Linked DNA regions of Zea mays: regions 1 and 2 are each linked to region 3. Evidence: chromatin contacts called from public Hi-C data. All regions are on one chromosome and are shown on one strand. Each heading gives the region's core, a stretch centred on a gene start, on an enhancer-like site or on the middle of the called end of the contact. The rest is flanking DNA. Distances are from core to core; before and after follow the strand shown.

The links. A called contact is a pair of places that touch in the nucleus more often than the background predicts.
Region 1: a Hi-C map of ear shows a contact between it and region 3, with 2.1 times the contacts expected there. The contact joins the promoter of LOC100279970 here to the promoter of LOC100193631 in region 3. A contact is called at or near these places in 2 of 25 Hi-C or Micro-C datasets (bundle sheath and ear).
Region 2: a Hi-C map of bundle sheath shows a contact between it and region 3, with 2.8 times the contacts expected there. The contact joins the promoter of LOC542225 here to the promoter of LOC100193631 in region 3. A contact is called at or near these places in 4 of 25 Hi-C or Micro-C datasets (bundle sheath, ear, leaf and 1 more).

What each region holds. Positions count from the first base shown.
Region 1 is chr6:93,298,118-93,302,727 of Zm-B73-REFERENCE-NAM-5.0, reverse strand. LOC100279970 reads right to left here and starts at 2,341. Exons shown (of 5, transcript NM_001152918.1): 1 at 1,902-2,341; 2 at 682-1,109; 3 at 192-559. The coding sequence starts at 1,000.
Region 2 is chr6:94,060,245-94,064,840 of Zm-B73-REFERENCE-NAM-5.0, reverse strand. It overlaps LOC542225 (calcium dependent protein kinase13), which reads left to right and starts at 3,312. Exons shown (of 11, transcript NM_001111835.2): 1 at 3,312-4,035. The coding sequence starts at 3,451.
Region 3 is chr6:93,623,646-93,628,079 of Zm-B73-REFERENCE-NAM-5.0, reverse strand. It overlaps LOC100193631, which reads right to left and starts at 3,045. Exons shown (of 10, transcript NM_001138730.1): 1 at 2,542-3,045; 2 at 2,234-2,326; 3 at 1,254-1,347; 4 at 1,109-1,146; 5 at 807-895; 6 at 536-615; 7 at 1-44. The coding sequence starts at 2,615.

The sequences.
Region 1 (4,610 bases), core at 1,092-3,591, 320 kb after region 3:
AAAAAGTAACAAACCTGCTCAACTAAATACCCTCAACATGCCTGCAGCTCCAATTCCAAGAATTTCTGGAGCTAGCAACGACCAGTTCCAAAAAAAATCTTGGAGAGGGAGTTGTACCGAGCAGGGCCATGTGATGACAATTCTAACAAAATCTGAAAGCTGTAAATGGTTCTCAGATATAGAATACACACCTGAATTAGTCCTTTAACACGCCAAACATTGTGCTTGAGAACAACAATGTGCCTATCTTCTGGGTGCATTGACTGCAGTTCTTTTCTCACGGACGCAATACTAACATTATGTTCTGCTGACAGTTGGACAGCCAAAACTTCTCCAGTGGCCTTAACATGTTTTCCTAAAACGACACGGGAATCCCCAACATTGGCAACATAAAGCATGCCACCACAAATTACACCGACCAGGCAGCATGAGCCGACAGCTGCTATCTGAGGCTTTACAGGCCATTGTTTGGTAACAATGGAGAAGAATCCATCTTCTGTAGCTTCATATGCCTTCTTCAGTACATCAGCAGACATTGCATTCTGCTCAGATGCAAATCCTAAATACAAGCCATGAAAAAATGGATGATCTCCTTTATGTGCAAACTGAAAGCCAAATGCAGATATAGTGCTAAGAAACGGGAATAGTGCTACTGCACAGATTTAAAGGTTAGCAAGTTACTTTTCAGATTCTGGAAAAGATGATCATTGATATAGCAGGCCGTCTCTGGACCACCATGCCCATCGTAAACACCAACGAAAGTGCCATATGGTCCAGAATCTAGAAAACTCAGTGGGCCCGACTCGATCTGACACTGGTCCTCAAGTAAGTTATTTGCCTGAACAACAGCCATGGAGAACTCCCCATTGACATGTTGCCCGGCGTCCTTGTACCATAGAAGTCCATCCTGCCTACCGGTAACATCTGAGCCTGTTCGGGCATGCCGGTTCGATGACGGTCGCCAGCACGCCCGTAACAAGTTCATCAATTTCACTAGCATCCCTCATCAGTCATCTCTTGCACATACGCCCTTCGAGCCCGCTTCATCTGTAGTCCAAGAAAACCTCAGTTGGATTTGTCAGAGCGCCAATAATTTTCTTCTATCTGTCCTGTAACAAAAACAACTAGAAATGAACCAAACACAGCTATGGCTTATGAACGTCGGTGAGAACTGAGAAGTCCATTGTCTTTCGGTCTGAAAGCACAAATTCAATAATAAGTGGATAACATTATTTCTTTTTATTTCATATCAGTTAACAAATAGCACTACAGGTATTATATCAATGTTGGCATAGCTGCACTCTAAACCTCCTTGAATCCCAGGAATCTCCTTTTTTAAAGGACTAGGCTAGAAATGGAAATAAACATGACATGCCACTCCAACAATTATTCAAAGCTAGCTCCGGACATAAGGATACTCGAATGACAAATGCAGAATTTTGTACGACTCCTTCCAGCGGACAAGAAAATATATCTAGTAGAGGCGTGTAAATGGCAATCAAAGCCAACCCCCCAGGAACTATAATTACGCAAAGTCTCCTCCCCTCGCCAGGTAAAAATTGTTAAGCTCTGCCTGGGTCCTTCCTTCGCGACGCGGATGAACTGCATCGTCAAACAGGGAAACTAAAGAGACGATTGCACACCACAATTGGCACATTAATTTCGCCGAAAACACTATACTCCTCTTCTGAGCCGTGTGGTAGGCACCCCCGTCAATTGGAGAAACAAGACACGATTTCTTAGCCCACGAACTAAAAAAACACAAAATTGGAACGATACCACGGCACTCAAGCGCCGAGAACTGATTGAGATCAGGAGGGAGGGTGCCTGTCACCAATCCTGGGGGCTGGGGTACGCGGCTCCAAGAAGGGGGAGCGGGAGGGATGGGGGGAAAATCGCACCTTTGCGTGGGCGGGGGGGGGCGCCCAATTGGCGGGCTCGGATTGGGATTCAGCGAGTAGGGGCGAGGGGCCTCGATCAGGTCGCTCGATTTGGGCGTCGCCACGCTGCTCCTCCTCTCCCCTGCCTCTGTGGCTCTGTCTCCCTCTCCTTCTGGGTCTCTGGACGACGGGAGAGAGAGAAGAGAAAATAGGAGAGGAAAAGGGACCGGAGCAACCGCGAAACGGGTCGGGTGGCGCGCTCACTACCGGCCCGGGCTGGCCCGACCCGAACCGACCCACAAGAGCTGAAATGAAGTTGGGGAGAAGCTGGAAGCAGGCAGCGGAGGAGGGGAAACTTGGGTGGAGTCGCGGACTACCGGCGGCGAGGGTGAGCTGAACTGGCGGACGGCGGTGGCGCGAAGCGAAGGCGTGATGTGGGCCGAGGCAACAGACACACGCACACGCTAGACTGCTAGAGGATGTCGTGTGGTGTGGGTAGACAAGTAAAAAAAAAGACAGAGGAATTTGAGAGCAGCGCCCCTAGGAAAAATCTTACTTTCATATCTGCCCCTGTCAAAACCTCCCTGCTGAAAAATATCTGGCCCAATTCACTGCCTGTTCATCCGTTCAGACTGAGGAAAAAAATCGTTATCGTTGTGTAAATGAACGATCATCTATCTGATCTGTCAATGTGTTCACATGTGGATGCAGTTAGTTGGTCGCACTTGGAAGATGATGGCTGATGATGATGCCGGCTCCGTCGAAAAGCCACGAGCTTGGCAAAAGATCACGGCCACGGTTTTGACCAGATTTATTGGCTGCAACCGAGCGGGCCACAAACTCTCTGAACCACATCTGAGACTGGACATGGACAGAGCTCTGAATCTTTGCTTCTGAACTCTGAAAATTCAGCGGCTGATATGAGATGCCAGACACAACAAAAGCATGCCCAGTTGTCAACAACGTCCATCTTTTTGCGCTGCTTCTATTCTATCAGAAAACAACATGATGGAATGGAAAATGTGCTGGAGCTGGCTGAAGAGCCTGCACCTTTCGCATGTGCCCACTGTAGCGTAGACACAGTGCACCAGTCCTCCATTCACTGCATGGCTTTCATTCGGGCGCGCCCACACTGACCACGACTGGATCTTGTCAAGGCAGAGATAGATGATCAGCGCTGACCAGTTTTATTAGAGTGAGAGGGTGTTAGACTGTTAGTACGTTCAATAATAGCCTACCTACTGTATGTGTCTCATTGATTGGTGATAGAGCGAATTCCGCTCTGAAAACCAAGGTGAGGGCCTGCTTCAAACACAGGAACATCGCGGGAATTATGTAACAATTTTATAGAAATCATTTTAAATTTTTACATGAAAATCCCATAAATAAGAAAATATAAATCCCCACGTTCAAACAGGCCTGAGGTTGAGCCAGACTTCCGAGCTAAGATAGGATGATTGATTCTATTGTTGGAATATGAGTGAACTCTCACGGGTTACTAATAAACTTTAGGGTATGTATAGCGTTTCTCCAAACACAAGAGATAATTAAGAGACTGTATTATACAATGAAGTGTCTATAAATGGAGTCTATTAATAAATACATAAGTAAATGTGTTTGTACAACATAGGATGGATAGAACAGACGACGAATTCGTACAATGGGAAGTGAGACGTCTGTTGCTATTTGGTTTACGAACCAGAGACGTCTTTTCACGAAGAGACGGCTCCACGATTTTTTTTTTGCAAATGTCTCTTTAGACATCTCAAAAATATCTACATTAAACACCATTGTGCATGCCCTTACAATTAGATTGACTATGTTTAACTCTAGCTATAATTAAAACTGAGCATCTTATAATCCAACTATAATGCAAGCCAAGCGTAACTTTATGCTATATGGTTATACCTACGGGTGGTAATGGATCATAATCCAAATATTTCTTCACAATTCATTTGAGATCTTAATAAATTCTAATTAGAAAATGAATCTATATCACTATATAATCCACCAATTCAAACTTTGTAAAACTCAGCTTACCAAATCACGCCACGCCTATAATCTCCACTAAATCCACCAAACAAATTGCACTCAGACTTAACACACTTCCATAAACCAACGAATCTAATTGCTGGATAACCCCCCTCCTACTCACTTAAATCCAATGAACAATGTTATTTGGATCATTCGTCATCCCTTCGTGAAAGGAAAATGACTTAATCATTTCCTATAATCGATTTTGGTGGTTGACGTCCATCACAAACCATGTGGACTAATTAGTTCGCCAAGATGTTTTTTATCTCAGGTGCATAAGGTTCAACACAAACCAAGAAAGAAATTAAGTTGAGGACTCAATTAAATTTGGAGCAAAAACTTGAGAGTGTGCTGCCAATGGTGCACCGGACAGTGTTTGGTGCCCCAGGCCGAGCTCCACTCGAACTAGCCACTCTCGGGTTTTTACAGGGCGCGCTCCGCTATAATTTATCGGACATGTCCGTGAGCCAATGGAGCAACGGTAACCTGGCGCCAACGGTCGACTACAAAAGTGTACAGTGCACGACAGAAGTCAGAGCACACCGGACATGTCCGGGTGTGGCACCGGACTGTCCGGTGCAACTACAGGACAAATGACTGCAACAATCGACCGCTCCAAACCCCAACATGCGTACTGACGTGGCACGCACCAGACAGTGAAAAGTACCTATCCGGTACATCACCGGACTGTCTCGT
Region 2 (4,596 bases), core at 2,063-4,562, 440 kb before region 3:
CTCAAAAGGTGTTTGGTTTGTAGAGTCAAAACTCAGTTTTAAATACCATGGTTTACCCAAAACTGCGGTATTTTTGGAGTTTTTGAAACTCCACTCAAGACCTCAGTTTTCTTCTCTTCTCTCTACATATACTTTGTTTTTACAATAGAACCAAACAGATCTCGGTTTTGAACAATACTGTAGTTTTATTGTGGTAAAGCAATACCGTAGTATTTATGTCATGTACAATTGTAAACTATAGTATCTCAAAACTACAGTATTTTGAAATTGCATTCCCAAACAGGCCCTTAGCAACTAAACAACAATAGAATGTTGTCTCTATATATCTATTTGTTTTATGTTATTGTTCTGCCAATTAATCACTAGTCAAACATCAATAACATTTCTATTTGTATTAAATTATGAGTTTCTGTTAGTATTTCCGTTTCCATTTGTTTTCGCAATTCCGTTTATCCCGCTCCCGTTTCCGTTCCCGACTATTCCGGACCCGATCCCGTTTCCGATGATAAAACGCGGATACGGAAACGGGAGAGGGGGTTTTCCGTCCGTTTTCGTCCGTTTTCATCCCTACCTGGAGAGAGTTACTGGAGTACAGTACTGGGCACTAGGCAGTGAACTCTGAAGAAAGAAAATACGCAGGAACACAGGCGCCTCTTCTGAAACTTGCCACCCGCAGGCCGGAGCGTTGTTGTTTATTGGATGGAACCTTCCTGCGTCAGTCAGTCAGTCAGTCAGTCCAGATGCTGCCGCTAATCAGACGCTAACCACGAGTAATAAACTACTAGTACGATTACTTTACGGCATCCAAACAGCGTCCTGTTTCTACAGCACACATCGTGCCTCGTGCGTGATCGTGATGAGGTGCCAGCAACTGCTGCACTACGGTTTCCTTTTATTAAATTTTCCTGCTGGATCTTGCCCGCACAGTTGTACACGCGCGCGTACTTGCCCCACCCCCCACGGACCCGACCTCTCTTCTGCTCCCGTGATAAATTCTTCTCTTCTCCGTACTCCAACTCACCATAGATAGGCAGGCAGGCAGGCAGGAGGGCTCCACGAGCTGCAGCTCCAGCGGATTGGAGTAATAAACAGAAGATCTGAAGCGGTTCGGCCATTCGTCCTCCATGACCTGTTCCGAACAGAGGTTTTAGGAGGGGGAAGAAAGGAACACCGAGCCCTAGCTATATATATATATATATATATATATATATATATATATATATATATATATATATATATATATATATATATAATACAGCTTGGGAATGGTCTCAATTGTCCATGATGGCCGTCGTCGTCGTCGTTTACAGTTAGTGAAGACGCAAGACGGGGCTGTTAAAGAATTACGGATGCCAATGGCACGGCCATCAGAAAGCTGCCTTGACACACACACAAAGGAAACCATAAAGCCAGGGAAGCCAATTAACCAGGCATTGATTGAGAAACCCGACGTCTTTTCTGGTTTTGAAAAAAAAGAAGTCTAGTAGTTTCTTGCTGTGCCGGCAACACAAGTGCACAGCTGCTACAGTGGTACTCAAGAGGTATGAAGAAGAAGAGAAAAATTGTGGTTGTTAGATGAATGGCACAACCGTGCTTCGTTAGACCGATTCCAGCAGATTACTCAAAGTTTACTCATATACACTGTTCTGTATTGTAGACTGCTCTATTCACAGAGTGGAGTTTGAATATAGATATAGAGAGATGATTAAGGGGGTGTTTGAATGCATTAGAGCTAATAATTAGTGACTAAAATTAGTTGAAACATCCAAATACCCTAGCTAATAGTTCAGCTATTAGCTATTTTTAGTAAATTAGTTAATAGTTAGGTAGTTATTTGTTAGCTAGCTAATTCCACTAATAATTTTTAGTCAACTAACTATTAGTTTTAGTGCATTCAAACACCCCCTAAGTTGTCGGAGATAAAGCAAGTATAATGAGTTTACTTTATGCGGGTCGGGATGCTACGGCCTGCTCACTAGTAGCGAGATAAAATCGGACTACTAATAGACTCTAAAACAACTTGTGAGAGTAAGAGGTGGACTAAGTGTTAAATGTATAACTTGTACCATGAGAGTGTTATTGTTGGCTATATGTGAAATGAGAACGCCATAAAGTCCATTGTACCCTATATATATTACTAGCAAGTTGCCCGTGCTTTTGCTATTTGTATATATCATATAAATATGTATTGAGCTATTCATTCAAATATAATTATTGTTTATTTCTAAACACTAAGATATGTGTAGTCTGGTCGTTAGTCCCAAATTTATAGAGTAGAGGCGTGTGTTCAAATGATCGCGGTAGCACCAAGTACCCAATTTCAGTACTTAATAGTAGCCGGGATTAACCTAACGCTGATAATTAGGGCAAGCACGCACGCATGTACCGCTTGGGGTTTGCTCCATGGAACATAAAAGCCGCCGACGGTAACTGACACCTGCAAGTTGTACCTAACAACACGTTTGTAACCTAGATTAAAAGCTTAATTAATGTCACGACGAAGCTTAATCGTGCACGCATGTCGGATCTCTCGGCGGGGCTAGCCAGCTTGAAAATGCGGCGTTTACATCTGAATAAGCTACACATGTGCAATGCAACTCCAGCCCACATCATACGAAGCTACCGAATTCAAGAAGGGAAATCCATCTTTCAGGATTCAGACGGCAGCTAGCTACACATGTGCATGCAGCTCTCTCATCTGAATCGACCGAGTCAAGCGATGACTTTTTCTTTCTTTCTTTCCTTCTTCTCCTTTTACTATTCAGTACTACCAGTGTGGCGGACAGACTGGAAAACGTCAACACGGTTGCATCGCATGTGTAGCTAGCTATTCAGCGTCGATCGAGAGACGAGCAACCGCGCGCGCTTGTGCTGCCGGTCAAGAACAACTTGGATTTGCTCCTCCTCTTCTTCTTCGTCGTCGTCGGTGCTGGAGCTGGGCTCTGCAGACTCGCGTGAAAAGTCTACTAGTGTTCTTCAAGCGGACTGACGTCACCCGCGCCGGTTTCCCACGCATGCCGTGGTGGCGCGGGCAGGTGGGGGTGAGTGGATGGCAGGTGGACCTGCGCCGCCCGGGGACCACCGGTCAGAAAGCCGTTTTCGGGTGAAAGAATGGAAAAGGGCAAAAAGAAAAATTTGGAAATGCAGTTGGTGATTTCACGGTCGCCTCCCTGGGACCCGACCCGGCCCGGCGCCCTGCCCCTCTCTCTCCTCTCAGCTGCCGCGCTGTAGCCTGTAACTGTAACCGAGGCGAGGCGAGAGAAATAACGGACGCCACCTCCTCCCCCTCTCTCGCCCGCTTCCTGCTCTCTCTTTCTCTTTCTCCCCTGCTTCCCCTTCCATTCCCGACGGACGACGCAACAACCCGCCTGCCCTGCCCTGCCTCACGCTCGCACCCGCGGCGGCGCGGAGGGCCGGAACCTAAACCCTAACCCTAGCGGCCCGCCCGCGATGGGGCAGTGCTACGGGAAGGCAGGCGGCGCGTCGTCGCGGCGGGCGGACCACGACGACCACGCCCACGCGGTCGCGCCGCCGTCCCCGCTGCCGGCCAACGGCGCGCCGCCGCCGCAGCCCGCCACGCCCGGGCGCCGCAAGTCCGGATCGGCCACGCCGGTGCACCACCAGGCGGCGACGACCGCCTGGCCCAGCCCGTACCCCGCCGGCGGGGCCAGCCCGCTCCCCGCGGGCGTGTCGCCGTCGCCTGCCAGGTCCACGCCCCGCAGGTTCTTCAAGCGGCCCTTCCCGCCGCCCTCGCCCGCCAAGCACATCAAGGCCACTCTCGCCAAGCGCCTCGGCGGGGGCAAGCCCAAGGAGGGCACCATACCGGAGGAGGGCGGCGCCGGCGTCGCCGCCGACTCCGCCGAGGCCGAGCGCCCGTTGGACAAGACGTTCGGCTTCGCCAACAACTTCGGGGCCAAGTACGACCTCGGGAAGGAGGTCGGGAGGGGACACTTTGGCCACACCTGCTCCGCCCTGGTCAAGAAGGGCGAGTACAAGGGCCATGCCGTCGCCGTCAAGATCATCTCCAAAGCTAAGGTACTCAAAGCTTTGCTCGTTGGGGGGGGGGGGGGGGGGGGGGGGTGCACTCCTCATGTCAAATTCCACCTTTTTGGAATATTTTGAAATTTCAAATAGTACCTCTATCTGTCGAGGTAACCGGCATGTGTTCGCGCCGAACCGAAACCTTGGTGGTTAAGGGGCTTTGGTTTACTAATTTTTACTCCATTTTATTTCATTTGTCTCTAAATTAACAAACACGGAAACTAAAACTCCGTAGTTGTTAATTTAGTGACTAAAATGGAACAAAATGGAGTGATTAAAAATTAGTCCCCAGGAACCAAACAAAAATGGTCCGGATTTTGCCTACTGAAGGATACTTTTGGGACTTCCTATTTCAATTTTGGAACTTTGCTCTTAAGTTGTTTGGCATTGGCGGCTTTTTGTAGGAAGTAACATAGGAAATCCTAGGATCTTGCATGGTACTTGACCAGTTGTATTTTAGCAATATGTTGTCTAGCGCAATATCTTCTCTTTTTTTGTGTGGTTTTAGGATTTTTTTGACTTTTCAAACAGTAGGGTTGCGCCATGAAAGCTTAA
Region 3 (4,434 bases), core at 1,796-4,295:
GCAGCTGCAGTTTCTGTGCCCACATTGACGGTTTCTTGGACAGTCTACAAAATAGACAACAGATCAGCATCAAGCAATCAAGCGTGAATACACTGCCACTGAGAGAGCATAAGCACAGCAAATTTGTGGAAGACTTGAGAGTCCACAACAAATTGTTTCATAGAAGTTAGAATCATTGAGGAATATTGAGAACTTCAGTAGTGGATTCAAGTATGAAATTGGCACAAAGCATCAAAACTTGAGGGAGGGGGGGAGGGTAACTTATTTATATCTATGCCAAACAGCTGTGGCCAAAAAATATTCCTCATCTTCAACCGAAAAAAAGGGAAAAAGGGAAAAGAGAAGATGAAGATGAAGAGGGACACGGCAATGTCAGCATCTTAGAAGCATAATGATAAATAAACAAAGATCCTGAATGTGTGATGCAAAAAATCTCTTTGTGAGCACAGATTTTCAACTTGTTAAACAAGATCAACAGCTGTTCCTAGGAAAATGATGCTATAAGCTCACATGCAGGTCATAAATAAGTATTAACCTGCTTAGATCGTGCAATAGCTTGATCAGTTTCATCCATTAGTTGATTGCCTTGATCCATTAACTGCTGGTTTGTCATATCTAAGAAAAAGGAACTGCTCAGTTATCTGAAGAGCTGTATAAGAGGCTTGTTTCTTGCAAAGGTTTCAATAGATAAACATAACAATTAAAAGAAAATAAGTTTGCCTAACATATTCCTAGCTTTCAAACCTGAAAGAGCTATCACATATTCACATTAGCAAACTTGTAGGGGATGTGATGTCGCCACTTACTTGATGCTAACAGGACATTTTCTTCACCAAAGCCATCTTCAGCACTTGGCCCATCAAAAAGATCGATTCTCTTGTTTTCACTTGCCTGCCTGCAGGCCAAGTGATATTTGCAGTAAGTAACATGATATGTTACAAAAAAACTAACGATGGATTCATCGCAGTTTATGAGAAAAGTAATTCTGATGCAGAAATTAGTAGCACACGCTTAATTTGTTATGGATGCAATCATGCAATGCATAAACTGAAGTTGGATATATTGTGACTTGTGAGAATGTACTGTACTGAGACAGGTCAAAACTCACTGTTTCTTTAGAGCAACGTAGGAGTTTAATTCTTTGATCTGCAAACAAGAAACTCTAGTTTAGCGAAACCTGTTGAACCAGAAAAGGTAAGTGCAACCATTCACGCATATGACATCTATCATGCAATCAGTTTTGGCAATAGTACCATCGACTGCTTTCTGTCATGCAACATTTTTGCTGTTGCTGGATCAGTATGCTCAGCCTCAGCTTTGCTAACTCGCTCGAAGTCTTTGATGAGTCTGGATAATAATCACATAAAAAGAATCAGCTTTGACAAAATTACTCATATAACTCACCATTTTTCTTAAAAAGTTTGGCCCCATTAGTGTGATTCTAAGTACGGAGATTGCAATAGTCATGAACAGCAGAAATAGTGGAACAAGGTATACACAGCCGGACAGAGGTTAGGTTAGCCCCCCACATAATGAGAATGCTTGGGGACCAGGTTCTCACTTTGATATGCCTGACCGATGCCTACCACCAAAAAAAATCCTAGCGGGAGTGGCATCATGGGGATTTGAAGTCAGATTGCCTAGTTAAAGGCTTGTGCAGCTGACCACCCAAGTCCTCCACCCCTACCTAGTGCAGTATATTTGTCAAGAGATACAGAAACAGCTTGTTTGGAGCAAACTTATAGCGGTTTTAGGCCCCTTTTGGCATGGCTCCGGCTCCTCTAAAAATGACTTCGGCTCTGGCTTCTCTTCAAGAACAACATCTCTATAGGAGCCAGTGTTTTTTTAACAAATCGTTTGGCAAAACGGCTCCTCTTGACGCGAGAGGAGGGGAGTGAGAGGAGGAGCCGCTAGGAGCCATTTTTTTTTGCTCCGGCTCCTTTTTATAAAAATGTCTCCAGCTCCACGGTGCTCTTTGTTGGGAGCTATTTTTTTGAAACCGTTTGGGAGGGCTCCTCCAAGAGCCGGAGCCGGAGCAAGTTTGGGAGCCCTCCCAAACAGGCACTTAGTGTGAGGTAAGCACACCAGCACCACAATGCAACTTATATACTCATTCCATCAGCATTACCTGCGTTTAGCCTTACGGCCATCTCTGTTTTATGAAGGGGGCGATGCTAAAAGCTATATATAGTAGTGCTGAGAGGGAATGGAAGAGAATAAGACATTGAGCAACCTCTTGCAGTCTCGCATCTTATCAGTAAGCTCTTCAAGCTGCCTGCTGCGGCGGTTGGCATCCTTGATCTTCTCCAGCTTCTGGAACCCATTTCTGCAGACAAATCAAGCGGGAAGCGTCAGTCGATCGCATCCTATGTGCTACCAGAGGTCAACAATCTGGTCTGGTCTCCAAAGTCCAAATCCAACTAGCGCTCCGCTAGCAAAACCGCAGCAAGAAAGTTGAGATATCTGGCGACCATGCGTGGGCGACGCAAGCAAGCTACAAGCAACCTAAGTCGCAGCAAGCCGAATGTGATGCGAGCTTACTGCAATACGCGGAGGATATCGCCGATCTGCCCGTCGATCTCGGCCAGCTCCTCGTTGACCGACGCCAAATCCATGTCCTCCTCCCCCTCCGGCAGTCGAGACCCCACGGGGGAAAAGCGAAATCCGAACGGAATGAAGGATCAGGTCCCCCCGCCCCGTCCCCTCAGCCTGGAGCTCCCAGCCAAACCCCCACCAAGCGCCGGATCGAAGGGGCCCCAACCCCAATGCGGGTCCGTCTGGATTCGCCGGGCGCGGATCGAGAGGGCCCCGATCCAACGCCTGGGGTGACGGCTGGCGGAGGTGGCAGCGGCGGTGGGGGCTCTGACAGGGGCGGGCCGGCCGGAGCGGAGGCACGCCGCGGCTTGGCTAGCTCTAGCTAGCTTGTTTGGTTGGTTTTTGCTTTCGCTTTACGGAGGAGGATCTACCTCGTTGTATTCAGATTCGCGTTCGCAGCCGGCGTAGGTTCCGTTCGTCGTGGTATCCTGTCCGTACGATCGCCATCCGATGCAGCTAGGGGTGACGGCAGGAGTGAGTGAGTGATACTTGAAGCTTGAAGCATCTCGGTGGTCTCCACGGCTGTTTGCTGTTTGGTTTGATGTCTTACATGCTACAATTTATCACGTCTAAAATTAGAGAAGTTTGACTAAATTATGTATATGTTAATTTGAAGTACAGTTATAGCAAAAAAATTCCTTCATTCCACTCGTCAATAACTCGTAAAAGTGTGACAAAATTCTCTTAGACGTGGCAAACTATATCACAAAATTTAAGCGTGTAAACCACCTTAGACAAGTGGTATAAAATTATGTGGCAATTTATAGCACCTTAGGTATAGGACCAAATATCCTATGTATGCTTCTTTACACTAGTTTTTACACTAGTTTGGAAACGTAAAACCTCTTTAAAATTAGAGCGCCTCATAAAAATAAAATAACTTATCATTTAATCTTCTCTAATTATGAAGATGATTTTAATTTTCAAACTAGTCATAATCATTTAGATAAAATTTTATATTCTATAAGCTATAACAGAATCATCTAGGCCCCTTTTAGATTCTTTAAATTGGATTCCATTCTTATAATTATAATTAAAACACAGATTAATTAAGTTTATAATTTTATGTGGAATATATTTATGTATTATTATTGACCATGTGTGAGAGATATGTATATGGTACATTTCTATCATGAGAGAATGAGTCAAAGAGCATGCTATAAATTATACAGTATAAATACAGTCTGATGGTATATAAAATCAATTTATATCTCTTACCTTATGCATTTGAGATAGATTTATATTTAACCTTCGTGAAATAATGATAGGATGTCAAATTCAAAATCAAATAGCCTACTCTATTAATTAAACTAGTAATCCATAATTTGCAAATATTTACTTTATCGTTACATGACCAAATCATGGACTAATTATGTTTAATAAGTTTCTCTTGTCATTATTCTTTATTTATACAATTAGTTTTGTAATTAGACTATGTATTAATTTAATACTTATAACTGGCATGTAAACATCCGACATACTCAATTTAGTCAGAAACCAAACATCTCCTAAACTAAGACTCTATTTGAAATATCTAAAGCTAATAGTAAATTTTATTAAGGGAACCAAACACCCCCGAAAAATAGGCTATGTTGGGAACCTCTAAAGTTAATAGTTAGTTGCTAAAATTAGTTGTAGATGTTACAAACGTCTCTAACTAATTGTTAGCTATCTCACAACTAACAATTAGTTTATTAGCCAGTTCAAACTAGGCCCTATTTAGAACCCTAAAGCTAATAGTTAGCTGCTAAAATTAGCTACAGAGGTTCAAAACACCTCTAGCTAATACCACGACTAATTGTTAGCTACCTCATAACTAATAATTAGTTCATTAGCTAG